2 separate regions of the Mus musculus genome follow, and region 2 is linked to region 1. The links are chromatin contacts, called in public promoter capture Hi-C maps. All regions are on one chromosome and are shown on one strand. The core of a region is the stretch at or near the end of the contact, and the rest is flanking DNA. Distances in the headings are between cores, read along the strand shown.

Region 1 (6,256 bases), core at 2,685-5,184:
CAATGCTTGAGGCCAGCCTGTAGTCAGATATTTCACCCAGACATAAAGGAAAAGACCATTTTTTTTTTAGGAAATGTTTTTAATAAAAGAAAATTACCAAAAAAGAAAAAAAAAACCCAACCCACAAAAGAAGAAAAAAAGGAAAAAAGTTGCCCCGCCCCTTTGTGTGTTCCTCTCTCTGCTCCTTTCTCCCCACTGCTGACCCGTTTTTTGAGGTGCGCTAGGAGGGAGGCTCGCCTCTGACCGGGTTGGCTTTCTCTTTGGACATGGGGCTTTGATGTTCTTCCAGAGTTGGTCTCTGGTGTTTTCTCACATCCAGTTTGTAGCCCACTAAGAATACAGGGAAAAGTGTCCTCCAGCCTCTTCTAGTGGTTTCTTACATGCCCCTCTTCCTTGTCTTTTACTCCCATCTCTCCTCTGGGCTCTGAAGAAAAATTGCTGACTGTAGCTTTGGAAGTGTAGCTCTGAGAATAATAGAAAATTTTGAGTTCTAGGAAAATAAAGCCGCTGATTACTATCCTGATTCTGACTAATTCTTTTCAAGTGTCTGGGTTAACTGAAGAAAGGGAAAGAGACAATCTCTAGATGTCTTCCTCAGATTGGGGGCAGAGACCTCAGCCTCCATTCCCTCACCAGGCCTACAAAGCCCACATCATCCAGTCTACCCTTGCAAGCATCTTGGAGATTCTAAAATATTTTTATACATTTTAAGCTATGTTTTATAAGTATTTTGTCCACATATATGTGCACCACATGCAAGCCTGGTACCTGAGGAGGTCAGAAGAGGCCATTAGGACCCCTGGAACTGGAGGTTTTAAGTTCTTGTATGGGTTTTGGCAAGTCAAGCCCAAGCCATGCAAGAACAGCAACTGATCTGTTGAGCCTTTTAACCAGCAAATAGTCTAACATATTTTAAGCCAGGTATGGTAGCACTAATCTCTACTTCCAGCAATGGGAAGGCAGAGGATCGCAAGCTCAGTGCCTGCTTGGGCTATTATACAAAATGGCCATGCTGAACACTTTACTCCCACTCCAGCCATGCACGCACATGCGTGCACACACACACACACACACACACACACACCACTTGCAGAAATTGCCGATACTCTGGAGATGGAAGCAGGAGGATCAGAAGTTCGTGCTTGCCACACAAGTCAGATTACCTGAGTTCTATTCCTGAGTCCAAAAAAGCTGGTTGAACTACTAGGCTAGTTGGAATGCAGACAGGGGACTCCTGGTCGTGTATCATCTGCCTCTAGAATATGGAAGGAGAGGCCTGATTTCCTGGAATAGAACTTCTAACCCCCGTAGGTGTGTGGTGCCACTGGTGTCTGCACTCAGGCATATACAAAAAGACATACTTTTCAGAACCGAGGACTAAAAAGGGCCTTGTGCTGGGCTAAATTCCCAATCCCAGCAAGTAAAAAGCCTTTAAAAATGATTTGTAATAAAAATAAAATTCAGGGGGCTGGAAAAATGGCTTGGTGGTTAAGAGCACTGATTGTTCTTCCAGAGGTCCTGAGTCCAATTCCCAGTCACCACATGGTGGCTCACAATCTATAATGGGATCTGATGCCCTCTTCTGGTGTGTCTCAAGACAGCGACAGTGTACTCATACATAAAATCTTTTTAAAAAACAAATCCAGACTATATAGTAGTTGGAGAGTTGGTTCACAGTTAAGAGCACTTGTTCTTGTGGAGGACTTGGGTTCAAAGCTCACAACCAACTTCAGTTCCAAGGACTCTAACACCATTTTCTGATCTCCCTTGGCAGTGCACATAGGTAATACACAAATCTAAAGCTTTACTATATTTTTACTATATTTGTGAAGCTGTGCCACCAAGAACAATTGGCAGGAATCAGTTTCTCTTCCCACCATGTGCAAATCCAGGATTGAATTCAGGTCAGGCAGGTAGGAGCCTCTGTTGAGCTATCTGACCAGCCCAAGGAACTTTTTTTATTTAAGATTTAGTTTATGTATATGTACATAAGTACACTGTAGCTGTACAGATGGTTGTGAGCCTTCATGTGGTTGTTGGGAATTTAGGACCTCTGCTCGCTGCAGTTGGCTCACTTGCTCTGGTCAACTCTGCTCACTCAGTCCCTGCTCGAGGATTAGAGGCCTGTGCCACCACGCCTGGCGGCTGCAAGGATTTAAACTGAGGACCTTTGGAAGAGCAGTCAGTGTTCTTACCTACTGAGCCATCTCAGCAGCCCCTCCAAGAAGCTTTTTTAAAAAATCCTTTAAAGTAGCCGGGTGTGGAGGCGCACGCCTTTAATCCCAGCACTTGGAAGGCAGAGGCAGGCGGATTTCTGCGTTCTAGACCTGGTCTGAGTTGAGACTGGCCAGGACAGCCAGGGCTACACAGAGAAACTCTTGTTTCGAAAAACCAAAAACAACAACAAAAATAAACAACACCCACCCCCGTCTTGAAAAACCAAAAAAAAAAAAAAAAAAAAAGTCCTTTGAAGTTATCTGCAGATGTACAGCAAGCTTTGGAGTATGCATGAGACAGTATATATATAATCAGGGATGGTTGGAGATTCAGTTTCCTGTACATGTGTACTTCAGAAAAGAGAAACGGAGTATAGTCATGGGAAATACATGACTTTTGTCGAGACAGGTCACATATAGCCCAGGACACACACTAACTGTAGTGGAGGAGACCCGTTAACCGACTCTGCCAAGTGCTGAGTTCCAGCTGTAGACGTTCCTGATTGGTTTTTTGTTTTGTTTTGTTTTTGAAGTAGGATCTTCTTATTGGTCTCAAACTTAAAATTCTTTTGCCTCAGTCTCTTAAAAGTGTTGGGAAGAAGAGTTTGGTTCTTAGACCTTCAAGAGCAAGTCAAAATGTAGGGAGGAGAGGTTACCACTTAATGCTAGTTAGGTCGGTGACCACAGTCGGCTCTGAGTCCAAAGACAAGGTCTTAGCCAGGCATAATGATGCACACCTTCAATTCCAGCATTGGAGACAGGTGGGGAATCTGAGCTCTAGGCCTGCCCAGTCTGCATAATGAGTTCCAGGACAGCCAGAGTTTACATAGAACCTGTTTTTAAAAAATAAAAGGCTTTTAGGTAAGAATTACTGCTTTTAAGATAAATGTTTACTGAGCATGCAGTAAGCCTGGGATATGCAGTAAGGGCTGGGTTCAGTCTGGAGCATCATATAAAACCAGATTTGATGGTTAGCTCTCGCACCTGGGAAGGAACAGCAGAAGCCAACTAGCAAGTTTGAGGTGATCCTGGGCTACATGCACCACTCTCAGAAAACAAAAGCAGCTGAGAAGATAGAGCACTGTTGTTCTAAGTTCATCTTGCTGGGTTGCTGGTTTAGGGATAGGCCAGGTGAGGTTAGTTTGCCCACTAATGAAGTTTATAACATTACAAACTGTAGGGGAAAGCTGCTTCAAAGCTCGTAGTCATCAGCAAACTCAGGAATGAAAGGAAACATACTTAGTCTAATCAGAGCAGGAAGGTGAGTGGAGTCAAATAGCGAGCTGATAAAAGAGATCTGGTCTCTGCTAAATTTTGGTAGGGATGCCTGCCAGTCCACGGATGGTGAGAGGACAGGTGAACATGGTCGAAATCTTCCAGTACATTTCACACGAGTGATTGCTAATATAATATCACTCTTTTCTCTGAAAAGGCGGGGCATTTTTTTTTAATATGCCGCGTCCTGGTCCCTCAAGCAGAGAAGAGCCAGGACATAAAGGTGATCTCATCTGGAAATGGACACCCTTTGCTTTGAATTAGGAAGCCATAACTACCAAGAAAATGGAGCCATGTTCTCTGTGAACTACAACTCCCAGTGGTCTCCACGAAGAGCGCGAACGAACTTACGCAGCAAATTAGCATGTCTTTCGCCTTCAATTCCCGACATGCCTTTCCCAGTCTGGATTTCCTACGGTTGGCTAAATTTCCTGTTTCCTGTCCATTTTGTAGCAACGGACTAGAGTTCCCAGACGCTGGGAGGCTCGCTTCGGTTTTGTTTTGTTTTGAGCCTTCCTTTCCGCAATTTGACTACATCTCCCAAAAATCCGGTGGGTGGGGACTGCGGACGTAGAGAACGCACGTGGAAAGAAAGTTGCGGGGAGGTGAGGCTACTCAGCGACGGGGAAGGTCGGAAGGTGGATAAGCGAAGGGACTTCTTTTCCTAGTTTTAAACTGAGCCTTGGGCTCCTCTTTTGCTAGGACGTTGGAGCTATCCGCATATCGGGGTGAGTCTGACGAGGGAATTACTTGAGGCGGTGACCTGAGGACTTGTACTGAGAAGAAAGCCAGCCCCACCACGGAAGTGACACTAGCTAGCATCTAGGTTGTGTAGGGAACCAAAGGGAAAGATGGAGTGGGGGCCTGTCCGGGGCCTAAAGGAGTTTTTAAAACAAACAAGCAAGACCCCCCCCCCCCACACACACACACATACACACTTGTGATGCTGCATGCTAAGAGAGGGCAAGGTTTTCCTGGATCTTGCTGTTAGCATCCCTTACTGAGTTCTCAGTTTTCGACTTGTCAGGTAGTAGTTAGTGCTTAGTAATCGTGTATTTGATCTAGATAGAAATAGTCCCCGTGTTTCTCTAGCATCATGGTAACACTTGACTTTGCTCCCATCTCTTATCCTGAAATGTATAAAAAAAGGAGTAATAGTTCACTTATGCAAAATGCTTGCCTGTTATATGTGAATCCCCAAGTTTGATCACCAGCACCACACACACATACAAATCACAAAACATGATAAGATTATGGGCAACTTTTCATCGCTGTTGTTAGGCTTCTGTGAGATGCTATTTAGCATGGTACCACGCCAGTAGCAACTGTTTTAGAAAGCTTACTGCATGCTAGGCTAGCATTTTTACATTGAGCGTTTTTACTTTGTTGGTTTCATTCAGATAGGTTTCTCATTATAGCTCAGACTGATAATGTTTTTTTTTTTTTTTAAGATTTATTTATTTATTATATGTAAGTACACTGTAGTTGTCTTCAGATACACCAGAAGAGGGCACCAGCTCTCATTACGGGTGGTTGTGAGCCACCATGTGGTTGCTGGGATTTGAACTTCAGACCTTCGGAAGAGCAGTCGGGTGCCCTTACCCACTGAGCCATCTCACCAGCCCCGATAATGTTTTTATAAAGACGAAGGATATGTTTTGAAGAGCGCAGTAAGATGTGGTGGGAGGTGGTACCTCAGTGGGCATCTCTCCCCACCAAAGTACCAGCCATACAGTGGGTCTAGTATAGAATAAAGTTTATTTGGGGGCATGGGAAGGGAGTTGAGAAGGAAGTAGAGGTGAAGAAAGAGGGGACAGAGAAGGACAGACAGAAAGAGAAGAGGCCGGTCAGAAACATGTGGAGGTGAGATGGGGAGAAAGGTCTGAGGATCTGAGACCAAACCATCCCTTTTATAAGCAAGCCGGGACCACCCAACAGCTGTTTTTACCCCTGCTATTGCTATTCACTTGTCTTGTGATTGCTTGCCTGTGGACTGTCCTAGTACTTTCTTCCATTACCTGTTTTCCTCCTGCTCTAATGTTCATGTACTCACGTAATAACTCTCTTAAGTACCTTCAGTGCCAAGGTCTCCTGAGATAGCTAGCAATCCAAGCTAGATAGTGTAGCCCCTGGTCTCGTGAGTTTTTTACTTATAAGTCAGATATATGGGGGAGGGGGTTGAATACAGATGTTCCCATGGATGGAAGATACATTACCTCTTTGTTTTCTCATTTGTAAAGATAGCCTGTGAGGAGTGTCAGTGAGATGAAGTCCTCTACGAAAGAGAGTCAGTGCTTTAATAACAGTCCTGGAGCTATATGGAGCTATATAGCTGGATATGGTGCTATACACCTTTAGTCCTGGCACTAGGGAAGGAGAGCGAAGGAGAAGGATTTGTGAGTTCGAGGTCAGCCTTGTCTACACAATGAGTTCTAGGTCAGCGAAGGATATATATATATATATATATAGTGAGACCCTGTCTCAAAAAGCAAACATTCCTTCCTTTCTCTCTCTCTCTTTTTTTTTTTTTCCGAGACTGGGTTTCTTTGTATAGTCCTGGTTGTCCTGGAACTCACTTTGTAGACCAGGCTGGCCTCGAACTCAGAAATCCACCTGCCTCTGCCTCTCAAGTGCTGGGATTAAAGGCGTGCACCACCACTGCCCAGCTAAATGTTCCTTCCTTGTTCAAATCTTCATTCTGTTTTTCTTGACTCAGCTGGCAAAGTTTTTGAGTGTTTCCCTGGTGAGATTTCTTGAATCTAGCT
Region 2 (6,256 bases), core at 1,991-4,490, 2.1 Mb after region 1:
TACTAAATTCAAGTTCTCTTTCTTCATATTGTTTTGTAATGTAATCTCATCTGCTGCTTTGAGTAAACAAAGGAAACATTCATCATCATGATAGTGTGCTCAAAATCAAGTTACTTTTCATTGTTTTATCCCTTTTCAAAGAAGACAAATTTATACTTTCCTGCTCTACATTTTTTTGTTCACTAACGAAACGTTATACAAGGTAATTCTAGACTGCCCAGCAGACACTGAATTTTGAGGTCAGGAGAGTTCTAAAGAAATATGCAAGGATTAAGTGGAGACATGAACTTCACCCATTTCTTGGATAACACAGAAAAAAAGCTGGCTTTTCACCAAGGAGTGTCAATAGGTTGCACAAGTCTTTGTTTTTGATGTGGTTATTAAGAACAAAGACTTCTACTTCATTCCTCATCGCCAATTTAGGTTTTAACAGGCACAGCACTAATTTTTAACCAGTACCTCTTCCCCAACATACATGTACAAAGACCTGTAAATAGTATAGTATTAGGTCACTTTCCCAAGCTAACATTATAGTTGTTTCAATACTTAATTTACAAAAATACAAGTGTTGTTTAACTAAGTACTGGTGGATCCAAAACAGCAATAGTTGGGGGAGAAGAGCTAGAGGAAAAATTATGTTTTAAAATTAGCTATAAGATAGTCAATCCCAACCTACTCCTGTTCCTGTGGTTTAAAAATGCTATATGGTTTCTATTCCATGTATATGAATTTTTAAGAATTATACCATAAATATAAGCTGTAAGATTAGTTGTATAGATCACTGCACATTTTACAAGTTAGATGTAAATATAGTCATATTGAAAGATATGTAACTAGCCAGAAAAAAAAATCTTTTTAATCAGTCTTGCTTTTAACTTCCATTTCCCTCTTTGGAAATACTTTGAAATGTGTAACTAAGAAAAATTTAACCCCCTCATTAGTAACAATGAGCAACAGGTCAAAAGTAAATAATCTGGGCAAACCACTTAAGGGCACAGAATTAGTACATTTTAGTAGCAAACAAAGATGAATACCTAGAGTTATACAGTGAAAGTGAGTGGCCTTGTTTTGTGAACTCATAGAAAACCTAAGTACTTAAGGGAAGTGGGATGAGAAAGAAGTATTGGAAACCAAGGGAACACTACAGAACAAGTACAGGTTTCAACAAAGAAGTGCCCTTGACTACATTTTGAAAGCCAGCTACTTAAAAAAATAGCCAGAGAAATTTTACTGAAAAAAATAAACAATAAGTATTTATTGAGAATCTACTACTTGTCCAATCCTTCAGGAAATACAAAAGCAGTGTGACTTAGTTGCTGCTCTCAGGGAGCTTACAATCTAATGTGAGAAACAATTCAGACATTCTGAAGTTGGACTGGGATGGGTAAGGCTTACCACTTCTAACAGAGAAACTAATTTTCCTAGACCTGTGTCCCATTCCCCAACCACCTTCAATCTAATAGGAGTCTTCCCAGTTAGAAACACTGGGGAAAGCCAGTACATTTAGCCCTTCCTCACTATTTTACATGACAGCAGTATCTCCCATTCACAACAGAAACAATCACTGGGATGATCTATAATTAAAGACAGTGGTATAGGACCCACAACACAGTCTTATCAACAGATACACATCCAAATATTTTAATCTCTAATGCTGGTTGTCAAACTGACTCATACCCCCCTCCCAGCAAGACACAGCAGATATCCCCAACGCAGAATATGGGAGGTGGAGACAAAAAATAATCTCTCCATTTAGTAGTCAGTGAGTCAAAGGCAAAAACAAATTTAACAAAATCGCCTTTAACTGTTTTTTCTTTCCACAACAACCTACACCAGAGGTTGCTAAATTTTAAGAATCGTGGAAAACAGTCTCTTGTTTGTGACATCACTTTGCAAAACAATTTAGGGGCTGTCCACCAGGTGAAGGGTCTCAAGAAATTTGGAATTCCATTCCCATTATGAGAAAAATGAACAAATGCCCAGTCTAGTGACATCCCTTAGGCGCAACACAATCCACGGGGGCCTCCATGTCCAGCTTCCCAAATAAGATAACTGCTTGGGTAGCCAAAACTACAGTATAGACAACAGGAAGTCAAAGACTGCAGCGAAAATATATTCCACGACCAGGGTCGGTAAGAAAGAAGGCAGGGTAATAAGAGGAGCTGACAAAGAGGCTGGAAATGAACAGAGAGGACAGAAGCCCACGCGCGGAGGATGGGAGACTCACCCCCCTCCGCGCCACATCTAGAGCCCATGGGGCCATTCGCTTCTCTACCTCCCACCCGGAACAAATTAATCCTCCGCACTCCAAACCGAGGGCCACATGGGGGAGTTTGGGGCAGCTCCACCCCATCGCCACCCCCCCTCCGCCCCCAAAACCAGGCCGGATCCGGATCAGAGGCCCAGAGAGGACTGGGGAGGGAGGAGGCCTTCTCCACAAGACACTGACCCTCCTAAACAACCCTACCTCAGGCTGGGCCCAGGCCTCGCTCGCCCGCGCTCTTTCTCGCTCTCCCCCTTCAGGCTCTAGCCACATGCCCCCCCCCTCCGGCTGCCCCAAGCCCCGCCCCGGCCACGCTCCCAAATCGAGGCCCCGGCTCTGGCGCGGCCCAGTAGGCCGCGAACCCAACTATAAACAAAACCCCCGGCGGCCAATTCGAGGTGGGGAGGTTGGACGCCCGGGTTCCCAAGACCAGAAGGGAGGGTGTACAGTGGGGAGACACACGGCGTGGGGGGGGCCTACCGCGGGACAGGAATACGGAGGGGACAGAGGAAAAGAAGGGAGGGTAAAAAGGGGATCGCGGATTTAAAGGGGCCGCGGACAATACCCGGCCCCGCCGCGTTGCCGCTGCCGCCGCCGCCGCCGCCAACGCCGCTGCGCTCCCAACTTTACCTCAGTCTCCTCCACACTGACACCCCGGGCCGCGCCGCCCCTGTCACGTGATATAAGATTCCCTCCTCCCCACCCCCTCCCTCCTTTTCCCTCTCGCGCTCGCTCTCGCGCCTTCCCCCTCCCACTTGCCTTCCTGCGTCCCTCAGCACGTGACGCGAAAGGGCCGCGCACGTCAGCGTGCGCGCGCCTCCCCGCCACGAAACACTGCTCTTGAGTTCCGCGCGCCCGCCCCGCCCCCGCCCCGCCCCGCACGGATCCGCCTCCATCACGTGACTCCAGTAAGGTCTCGGCTTCCTCTTACTGGCGTAGTTCCGCGTCTCCGCACTCCCAGGTACCTTTGCGGACATAAGTCACGTGGCGGAGGGGGTGGGGGTGGGGAAATGGGACGGGAAGGTCCGATGCTTAACTAGCGCCCCCATCCACCATGTTTTCTGACGGACTCTAGCCTGGTTTTTTTTTTTTTTTTTTTTTTAATCGAAAACCATATGGAAATGTTCGGAGAGCTCCAGGGAACCTAGGTTCCCTGGCTTCGGCAGAGCCTGGGCTAACGCGCGAGCGCGGCGGGACTGTCCTAGCAGGTGTTCCCGGAGAGAGAGGCGATGGCGTCTAGTAGTAACTGGCTTTCTGGAGTGAATGTCGTGCTGGTGATGGCGTACGGGAGCCTGGTGAGATCCCCATTCTCTTCCTCTTGTGGCATTTGTCTGAGTCCCGACCCTCTGAGCCGGACTCCTGAAAAGAAGGCTCCTGAGCCGTTCTGTCTTTGTTCTTCAGCCACTTAACTTGTTTTGTTTCTGGACTTCCGAATTGTATCCGTAGACAGTCTGAGATCTTTAAGTCAAAGCTGCCTGGCTCTAAGTAAGAACCCTCCCTCTTAAATTCTAGAGCCCAGATTAACATGCCTCTCCGTTACTAGCCCCTGACCCACCTCCGTCCTTAGCGACCCGGCTTCGCCCCAAAGCATCCAGCTCTGAAGGCCTAAACCCAGGGATTTTGAAAGTGAACATTTTAAAAAATTATTGCTATTACTAAAATGGCTCTAATCTCTTTGGGCAGGTATTCGTACTGCTGTTTATTTTTGTGAAGAGACAAATCATGCGCTTTGCAATGAAATCTAGAAGGGGACCTCATGTTCCTGTAGGACACAATGCCCCCAAGGTAGGTCACTAGAATGCAAGGTAAACCTGTTCTTTGGCACAAGGAGATTTTTCTCGGACTTTAAAAGAAGACTTTTATTCATATGCTTCCTTTCATTCCACAGTCTAAGCAATAACTTCCTGCTCACTGCTGCTCCACAACATGTACCTTAAGATTTAAACCAATTCAGCTGTAAAATGTCTCATCTTCAACTAAAATTACTAAATATTTCATGTTGCTTTAGTTTAAGCATGATGCTGAGAACACTTACAGTTGGTTCCAGCGTTGTGAGAATGGTTGCCTTTGCAGAATTTTAAAGATGCCCATTGTGCTTGCTTAGAATGCAGACGACTGGGTTTAATCCTTGACACTGCTGAAAGCAAGGGGCGGGGCAATAATCACCTAGTTATACTTTTCAAGTCAAACCTAAAGCCAAAGAAAGAAATTACCTAACAACTTTTTAATGTTGTTATTGTTCTTTGTTTTGTATTTTGAGACATACTGAACACCCAATTGTAACCCAATAACTCTCACCACGGAACCTCAAAGCAGCCCTCCTGCAAGGACAGTACAAGTAATGAGATTACCAAGATAATGTGCCACATCAGACTGCGTCCACAAATTAAATAATCGTGCTGGGCTTGGTAGAGCATACCTTTAATCCCAGCACTCAGGCAGAGACAGGTGGATCTCTGAGGCCAACCAAGTCTACAGAGCTAGTTCAGGACAGCCAGGGCAATGTAGAAAAACCTTGACATGAAAAACCAAAAAAAGAATAGTAAAAGTAAATAATCTAGTAGTGTCTAAACTTTCTCCTTAAGTGCTTTGCTTTTCTTGGCTTTAAGAAAAATGTCTTCTGGGCTGGCGAGATGGCTCAGCGGGCAAGAGCATTGACTGCTCTTTCGAAGGTCCTGAGTTCAAATCCCAGAAACCACATGGTGGCTCACAACCACCCATAATGAGATCCGATGCCCTCTTCTTGTGCATCTAAAGTCAGCTACAGTGTTCTTATGTATAATAATAAATGAGTCTTTGGGCCAGAACAAGCAGGGACTGAGCAAGTGGGGCCAACCAGAGCGAGCAGAGGTCCTAAAAATTTAATTCCCAACAACCACATGAAGGCTCACAACCTTCATAATTTTGTATGTACTCACATACATAAAACAAATAAATAAATCTTTAAAAAAAAAAGAAAAGAAAAAGAAAAATGTTTTCTAATGGAACTTTGTCTATTGAGAAACCTGTTGGTATATATAACTACCATCTGACATTAAAACTCAGGTTTCAAGGCTGGGAAGTTGGGCATATTTCTTTAATCCCAGCACTCAGGAGGCAAAGGCAGGAGAATCTGTAATTTTGAGGCCAGCCTAATCTACAGAGTGATCTCTAGGACAGTCAGGACTCTACAAAGAAAACTTGTCTGGAAAAAAAAAAACAAAGACCCTTAAGTTTCAAATAGCCATCTCAAACCTAGTATACTTAAGTCAGAAATCCTTTGTGTATATGTGTACACTTATGTGTAAGTAGGTATGCATGCATGTGTGTGCCATATGTGGAAGCCATACTGTGGCATAGTCCATTTTCTTCAGTTGCTCTCCACCTTAATTTTAGAGTCAGGGTCTTCACTAAGCTTGGGTTTTGCCAATTTCACTATACTGCCTGGCCTCCTGTCCCCATCTCCTTTGAAATCTTTTTGTTGGTGGCTGGTGTTTTTCCAACTGGATCTCCTGTATCTTTGGCTAGAGCTGGATTTGTAGGTAACCCTGGCATTGCACTGGCCCTCCTGCTTTCGGTTCTGAAGTGCCAAGGTTATAAGCATGCACTGACACTCGTGGTTTATGTGGTGCTGGAGCCTGATCCCAGGAACGTGGTGTGTGCTAGACAATTGCTCTGACAACTGAGATAGCATCCCCTGTTGTAAGTCAGAATCCTTACATCCCATTGCCATCTCCGTCATGCTTTTCCTTTTAATAAGACACCAGGGGACTTTACTACCAACTTCCTTTTCTATGACTCTCCCCATTATCAGCATCAGGCTCTATTGACTGGATTTCATAACTTTGCATATACTCTTACTGACTAAAAATGGTCTTCACTTGGCTCTCGTATTCAGCCCTTTTTGGCTTTTTGAGACCAGAGTCTCTTACAGGCTAGGCTGGCCTCTAGAACACAACGTTGGCCATGAGTTCCTGATCTCCTTCTGTGTCTTGACTGCTGGAATTACAGGCA

What was found. Capture Hi-C pulls out chosen DNA fragments and counts their contacts.
Region 2: a contact with region 1 is called in a promoter capture Hi-C map of adipose tissue, with 2.8 times the contacts expected there. The contact joins the promoter of 4933434E20Rik here to the promoter of Mrpl24 in region 1. A contact is called at or near these places in 3 of 39 promoter capture datasets (erythroid cells, hippocampal neurons and liver) and 1 of 9 other capture datasets (adipose tissue).

The regions. Positions count from the first base shown.
Region 1 is chr3:87,915,610-87,921,865 of GRCm38.p6, forward strand. It overlaps Mrpl24 (mitochondrial ribosomal protein L24), which reads left to right and starts at 3,935. Exons shown (of 6, transcript NM_026591.3): 1 at 3,935-4,096; 2 at 6,208-6,256. Hdgf (heparin binding growth factor) reads left to right here. Exons shown (of 6, transcript NM_008231.4): 6 at 1-523.
Region 2 is chr3:90,049,562-90,055,817 of GRCm38.p6, forward strand. It overlaps 4933434E20Rik (RIKEN cDNA 4933434E20 gene), which reads left to right and starts at 3,241. Exons shown (of 7, transcript NM_025762.3): 1 at 3,241-3,558; 2 at 3,947-4,048. The coding sequence starts at 3,493. It overlaps Ubap2l (ubiquitin-associated protein 2-like), which reads right to left and starts at 2,954. Exons shown (of 28, transcript NM_001165984.1): 1 at 2,894-2,954.